2 separate regions of the Mus musculus genome follow, and region 2 is linked to region 1. The links are chromatin contacts, called in public capture Hi-C maps. All regions are on one chromosome and are shown on one strand. Each heading gives the region's core, a stretch centred on a gene start, on an enhancer-like site or on the middle of the called end of the contact. The rest is flanking DNA. Distances are from core to core; before and after follow the strand shown. Region 1 holds the start of Hoxb6 (homeobox B6). Region 2 holds the start of Prr15l (proline rich 15-like).

Evidence for each region. Capture Hi-C pulls out chosen DNA fragments and counts their contacts.
Region 2: a contact with region 1 is called in a capture Hi-C map of embryonic stem cells, with 2.9 times the contacts expected there. The contact joins the promoter of Prr15l here to the promoter of Hoxb6 in region 1. A contact is called at or near these places in 8 of 39 promoter capture datasets (the 3T3-L1 cell line, the C10 cell line, cranial neural crest and 4 more), 9 of 115 datasets of contacts at active chromatin or transcription factors (bone marrow-derived macrophages, differentiating embryonic stem cells, embryonic forebrain and 5 more) and 2 of 9 other capture datasets (embryonic stem cells and liver).

What each region holds. Positions count from the first base shown.
Region 1 is chr11:96,297,126-96,300,459 of GRCm38.p6, forward strand. It overlaps Hoxb6 (homeobox B6), which reads left to right and starts at 1,949. Exons shown (of 2, transcript NM_008269.2): 1 at 1,949-2,466. The coding sequence starts at 2,052. All of the region lies in intron 1 of Hoxb5os (homeobox B5 and homeobox B6, opposite strand), which reads right to left.
Region 2 is chr11:96,928,011-96,931,642 of GRCm38.p6, forward strand. Prr15l (proline rich 15-like) reads left to right here and starts at 1,271. Exons shown (of 3, transcript NM_146026.2): 1 at 1,271-1,499; 2 at 3,501-3,543.

The sequences.
Region 1 (3,334 bases), core at 699-3,198:
AGGGGGAGGGTCCTCCCGTGCCTTGTTGCCTTGATGAAATAGCTCCTATTCCTCTCTCAGCATGGGCCCAGCATTTCTAGACTGGAGAGCAATGCTTTCTTCACCACTAGGAGGTTTGAGCTTCTTTTTATGCCCCACCACCTCCACCACTGGATTGAGGCTAAGAGAGATACCCGGGAATGGTCATTTTGCCACAAAGGGACAGCCTAGCAGTTGCTATGAGTTCAAAGAACTTCAGAGGCCACATTGCAGCCAAATAAATCCTCCCTCTTGATCAGCCATCCTCAGCCCTTTCCTATTAACCGTGGGCAGAGCTGGCTCACAAAAAGGAACCCAAAGAACAAGGCAGAGGTGGGTCAGCCTGGCCTGACCCCAGGCACCGTCTTACAACCAATCCTCCCTGTCTTCAGGTTGGATACACTGTTTGTCTTGGGTGTGCATTTTAGAATGTCAGAAATACCTTGTGTCCCCCAGGTTGGGATCTGTCCTTATTTTCTTTGGATGAGAGAGGAAGAGAGCATAGCTATTTTCTTCCACTCCCAAGTCCTTACAGCAGCTAAGAAGGTGATATAAACATGAGACGTGGGAGGTGGTCTGTAGAGTGGCTGAGAGACAGGAGTGTTGTGAGTGTCTAGAACTAGAGCAAGCATGCCAGTTTGATGGTTGGAAGGTGGTTACTAAGTCCCTAGGAGGACCTAGCAGCCTTCTCTCCTTATAAAATCAAATCCAAACCAAGTCTTGGGATGCGAATTTCAAAGGGAACCACCAGTTTATAAAGAGAGTAGGAAAAAGAGGAGACTCTCGGTCTCCAATACTGAAGACTCAACATTTCTAAGACAATTCCCCCCAGTATCTAGATTTACAGGGAACATCTTTGGTTCTAAAAATCTGTAGCCAGGGATTCTTGCTACATCATTTGGCCTGAGAGATAAGGATAGATGAGGAGAGACCAAGCAAGGGTTGCAGGAAGAATAGAGATGAAAACAAGTAAAGTTACCTAGGCTGGGGTTTCCCCTTCATCACCAAGTTTAAGGACTACTAGTTTCTTTCTCCAGGGCCCAGTCTCAGTCAAGACTGCAGCCAGGACGGCTGAGCTGTGCTGGGCATACGGATGGTCGGCTTGCCAAATAGCAATAGCAAATAGCTTCGGGGAGCAGCCAGAGGGAGAAACTGGGCTCACACACCCCTGACATTTCCTTCTTTTGGGTCTTCTAGGCAGAAGGAACTGGCTTGCCCTCCTCTAAGCTGGGGAATTGGGTTGAAGTCGGGATACAATAAAACCTAAACTTAAAAGGGGGAAACAGGCCTGATAAACAATAAACGATTTTCCAAACCTTCAAAGGAGGGTGTTTCTTCTTTTCTTGTTTCTAAAATGAAGCAAATAAGCGGACAAGTCCGTTCTCGTTCCACCCCCCACCACCACCACACCAGTACAAAACCCTAGAAACAGACCTTCCCCCTTTATTCTCTCTCAACGAGATTCGAGGATATTTACCCAGCCCTCCCTTGAGGGAACGGGCCCATGCAACGCAGGGGTTAACTTTTCTGAAAACACAATTAACTTTTCCCTATTCCTGCGTGGGGTGGGGTGGGGGGGGAGGTTGTATTTATTTCATCACTGGGGAATGGGATGATCTTCATCTAACTGCTTCCTCCTCCCTCAAAAGCACAGACGTCTCTTTCGCAGATCATACGTAGGTGGATCAGGGCGCGTTGTGGAGAGAGAGAGAGAGAGAGAGAGAGAGAGAGAGAGAGAGAGAGAGAGAGAGAGAGAGAGGAAGGAGGGGGAAAAGGTTGATAGGTTTGTGCGCGGGTCCCTCGTGCAGGCTGCGCTCCTCCTGGGTGCTATTTGACAATTCCTGCCTCTGCCATTGGTCAGTGTTGGATCAGATGGTTGTATTTCCTTCTGGCCCTCACTGGCACCTCGCCATCCCCCCTCAGCTAAAACCCAATCTCGGCTATACTACTAATAGGCGCGGCGCTCGGACTATAAAACACAACAAATCATAAACCCGGCGGAGCAGCAGCGGCCTCGCGCGCCTCCCCTCCCGATGAGTTCCTATTTCGTGAACTCCACCTTCCCCGTCACTCTGGCCAGCGGGCAGGAGTCCTTCCTGGGCCAGCTGCCGCTCTACTCGTCTGGCTATGCGGACCCGCTGCGGCACTACCCCGCGCCTTATGGGCCGGGACCCGGCCAGGACAAGGGCTTTGCGGCGTCCTCCTATTACCCACCAGCCGGCGGCGGCTACGGCCGGGCGGCGCCCTGTGATTATGGGCCGGCGCCTGCCTTCTACCGGGAGAAGGACGCGGCCTGCGCTCTCTCCGGCGCCGACGAGCCGCCCCCGTTCCACCCCGAGCCGCGCAAGTCCGACTGCGCACAGGACAAGAGCGTGTTCGGAGAGACCGAGGAGCAGAAGTGCTCCACGCCCGTCTACCCGTGGATGCAGCGCATGAATTCGTGCAACAGTGAGTGAGACTTCCCGCTGTCCCGTGTCTGTGTGTGTGTGTGTGTGGGGGGGGGTCGGCAAGCAGAAAGACTGAAAGTGTCAGCATCCCCCAACCCCAATTCTCCCATTGGGAACTAGGTGGGCATCTCAGCAGATAGAGCAAGATTGCCCCCCCCCCCGACCTCCAGATCAGTCCTCTTGCCCGCAGAAGTTGCAAAGTTTGCAAAGTCCCAGCTGCACAGTAAGGCAGGGGGAATAAGTGGGCTCTCCCTACTTAAGTCAGGCTAGGATTGTTGATCCGGAAGAGGTTAGGGGACTCAGTCTCTGGTCCTGTATTCCTTTATGTTCTCCCTAGCTCTTGTCCGGATCTGAGGGGTGGGGGGTGCCCCGCACCCAAAGACCACTCCATTAAAAACAAGAGTGCGTCATGAAAGGGGAGGGGTGGCATGACGCCGGCAAGGGCGAGTTTACTTGGGTCCTGGATTGTGTTTCCCTGGGGCTGGGGGAGGAGAACTGGGGAAGGGGGACCAGGGAGCTGTGAGACACTACCATAGGGTCGTATAGTCTGAGGAAGGAAGAAGAGAGGACAGGCGGAGGGAGTGAGAAGAACAAACTGGCTCCTGGGTCTCAGGTTGGATTATTTGTGGGCTTCAAGTCCCAATTGATGTCCATTAGCAGGACACGAAAGTGAGGGGCTGTTAATGCGGACTATGAATCGATCCACGTCATTAGGGATTAAGGGCCAGAATCTATCATCGAGTAGGGTAGGGAGGGCTGGATGGATGGAAAGGAAGGGAAAGAAAAGATACAGCTCGTAGGAGGCACACCTGGCCAGCCCCTCCCCCAAGCTCAGGTGAGAGTCCAAGTGCCCCTCCTCTCCCCCCACT
Region 2 (3,632 bases), core at 21-2,520, 630 kb after region 1:
AAGACTTGAGGGTTGGCTAGTTAGAGTCAAAACATACCCTGGGGAGGGAGCCAGGGAAATGGGACCATCTATGCCTCTTTGTTTTTTTTTTAGCCCCAGTGCCTTGCTCTGTACTGGGCACACATACCCAGTTCAGAGAGGAAGGAAGGCATCTGTGAGTATATTGGGTACAAGAAGCTGTGAGAACCCTGGATATGCAGCAGCTGTGTCTCACTCTGGAGGGATACCCATCTGAAGGTCAAGAGAAGGCCTCAGGGCCGCCACCCAACAACACTCCCCAGGGCCAGCTGCCAGACTGAGGTGCGTTTGTGGAAGGTGACTGTGTACATACATGTTCTACCTTTCTGTTTGCTATACCTATCACCTCCTCCTCCTCCTCCTCCTTTCTTTCCTCCACCTTCCCTCCTCCTCCTCTCCTCCTCCCCCTCTTCTCTTCCTCCTCCTCTTCTTCCTCTTCCCTCTCTACCTTTCTCTTTAGGAGTCTGAGAAACCCCTGCCCACAGGAAATTCTTTGTGTACTTTCAGCATTTTGAGACAGATTCTCTATGTGGCTCAGGCTGGCTTTGAACTCATGATTTTCCTGATTTAGCTTCCTGGGTCCTGGGGTTACACGGCACCTGGCTCTGCCCTATTATTTTAAGTCCCCTCCCCGTAACCACCTCTGAGCAGGAAGACGCTATGCAAGGGGTCTAAAGAACCTTGCCCACATGCCCTTTTCCTCTACTGAGATCTTGGGGGTGGGGGGTGGAGGTGGAGGGGCTTCTAGTCAGGAGGGAATCCCAGTCAGTCTCCTTGCCTGCAGAGGAACTCTGGGTGGAGGAGAGCAGGCAGCCTGGGAACCGGTCTGCTAACCAGTTCAACCAGAGACTGGTTTCAACCCCCGGGAGTTCAAAGGGAGCTGGGATGCCCAGCCCGCTATGGTCCTTAACCCTTTCTCTTGTGTGCCCTGGCAAGATTCAGGTGGTGGCCCATGTCGAGGAGGGGTCTGAGCCTCTTTGGAAGAGAAAATGGGTGGGAGATGCTTTGGCGATGGTTCCAGAGTGCAACCAGACACTGAAGAGCTGGAAAACTGAGGAGAGAGGCTCCTGTGCGCCCCAATCCCAGACGTCCCTCGGGATCCCGTCCTCCAGCTTGGTGATCCCAGGAGGACCCTGGCTCCTGGGTGGATGCAGGGGCACTGGGATTGGATTTCTGGGGTGATGAATATTCATCAGCCTGAGCCAGCCTCTGCTTCTGTTTACTTAGCTGGGAGGGGCCGGGTTTCAGGTTCACCTTGACTCCTGGAGCTGCAGCTCACGCAGCAGGCAGGTACCTGCTTCTGCACCTGTCTCTTACACCTGCCCTGCAGCTGCTCCTACCCACCTCTCCAGGCTGAGTCTGGCCAGCGCGACACCCTGGAGACACCCTCTCCTCCTCCAGTCTCACCTGCCTGGGCAGCTCCTACTGTCAACTCCTCTAGGGAAAGTCGCGCCTCCAGCCCAGAGCAGTCCGGATTACAGGTACAGGCAGCAGGGACTGGTGGGTGGGGAAACCTAGATGTAGATCCTGGCCAGAGTTTCCCCAGCTCATGGCTCCATGGTGGACAAGCTCAGCAGGACTCTTACTTCGTCCAGTCTCACCTCACTAGTCTCTTGGAGAAGGTCCAGGCCTCCAAAAGAATTCCTGCTGAGAAAGTTTCAATATATAAACTCTTAACTCCGCTCAAGACAGTCCCCTCTGGCCCACAACCTAGAACATGTATGTCTGGCTATCTGGCAGAAATATCTCCCACTTCCTGTCCAGTCTCATTCAGGGTGGTCGAGGGCCACTAGGGGGGCCCTGTAGAGGGAGGGGAGCGGGTTCTACAATACTCCCTTCCTCTCTCCCCTGCACCTCCACCCCTGCCTCAGTCAATGGTTAACTTGTCCAGCTCAGAGGGAGCTTGGCCCATTCTGGGCAAAGCCCATCAGCAAGTGCTCTAGTGGGGGTGAAGGGACCTGTCTCGGCTGCTTATGTGCATGCCATGGTGCTAGCCTCCCAAGGCAGGAGGTGGCCCACTGTCTCATAAAGGCCTTTCATGGGCCCTGAAGCTATGCAAACCACAGAGGTGGAACTGATATCCTTGGGGCTTGATTGCCCTTATCCCATGATTGCAGCCTAGGGTAAGGGCCCAGCCCTGGCATCTCGGGGCCGTGTATTAGCAGACAGCAGCTCTCACCACACGCAAGATCTGCGTTTCCACCCCCAAGTCCCCACCCCCACCCCACCCCGACCCCGGCTTTCCACAATCACTCATAGGCATGTGACTAGAAACATTTTACTCTTTACCACTCTGGAGATCTGTGACGCTTGTACACCATGACAATTTTTGGTTGGTTGGTTTGTTGGTTAGTTTGGTTTGGTACGATTTTAAGACAGGGTCTCACTCTGAAGGCCAGGCTGAACTAGAAACTTATTAGGTAAATAGGTTGACTTTGAACTCACTGATCTCTTGCCTAAGTGCTGAGGTTACAAATGTATACTACCAGACCTGTCTCATACATGACACCTGTTCTTGTTTTTAGGCTCTCTCTCTCTCTCTCTCTCTCGTTTTTTTTTTCAAGGCAGTTTCTCTGTGTAGCCCTGGCTGTCCTGGAACTCTCTCTGTAGACCAGGCTGGCCTCAAACTCAGAGCTCCACCAGCCTCTGCCTCACTCCTGAGTGCTGGGATGGATGGCGAGCACCTCTTGCCCTGGCAGACAATTTCCTTCCGTGGTCCTGACTGTTCTGGAGTTCTGTATGTAGAGCGTGCTGACTAAACTCACAGAGATCCTGCTGCCCCTGCCTCCTGAGAGCTAGCATGCAAGGAGGGCAACACCAGCCCGAGCAGATTTTATACTGTCTTCTGTGTGGACTAAAGACTCTGGAAGCTGAGTTATTATGAAAAACAAAGAATAGTCCATCAATTTGTGTGTTTTTTTAAATTCAGATTTAGGCTGGCCTCAAGGGACAAACACTTGTTCAGGTGTTTAGGTGGTCCTGGACAAGGAGGACAGAAGGCCAGCAAAAAGCATCCTCAAGAGTTCAGGGTATTGTCTGGGTGGTGGTGGCACATGCTTTTAATCCCAGCACTAGGGAGGCAGAGGCAGGTGGATCTCTGTGAGTTAGAGGCCAGCCTGCTCTAAAATCGAGTTCCAGGACAGCCTGGGCTGTTATACAGAGAAACCTGTCTCAGAGAGAGAGGAGAGAGAAGAGAGAGAGAGAGAGAGAGAGAGGGAGGGAGGGAGGGAGGGAGGGGAGGGGAGAGGAGGGGAGGGGAGGGGAGGGGAGGGGAGGGGAGGGGAGGGGAGGGGAGGGGAGGGGAGAGGAGAGGAGAGGAGAGGAGAGGAGAGGAGAGGAGAGGAGAGGAGAAGAGAGGAGAAGAGAGGAGAAGAGAGGAGAAGAGAGGAGAAGAGAGGAGAAGAGAGGAGAGAGTTCAGGGTACAAGTCCAGGTCACAGGGCACCAAGGAAAGCACCAAACCGTTCCCATTTCCATCTTCAGGCCAGTTCCTTGTGACCTGTGGCTCCTTCTACTTCAAGGAGAGGTAGGTTCTGGGAATGCCATCTTGATATGCAGTATGAGTTGTTAAAATGGGTCCATTTCGACTGGCATGTGCAGAAGCCCCTCTCCCAA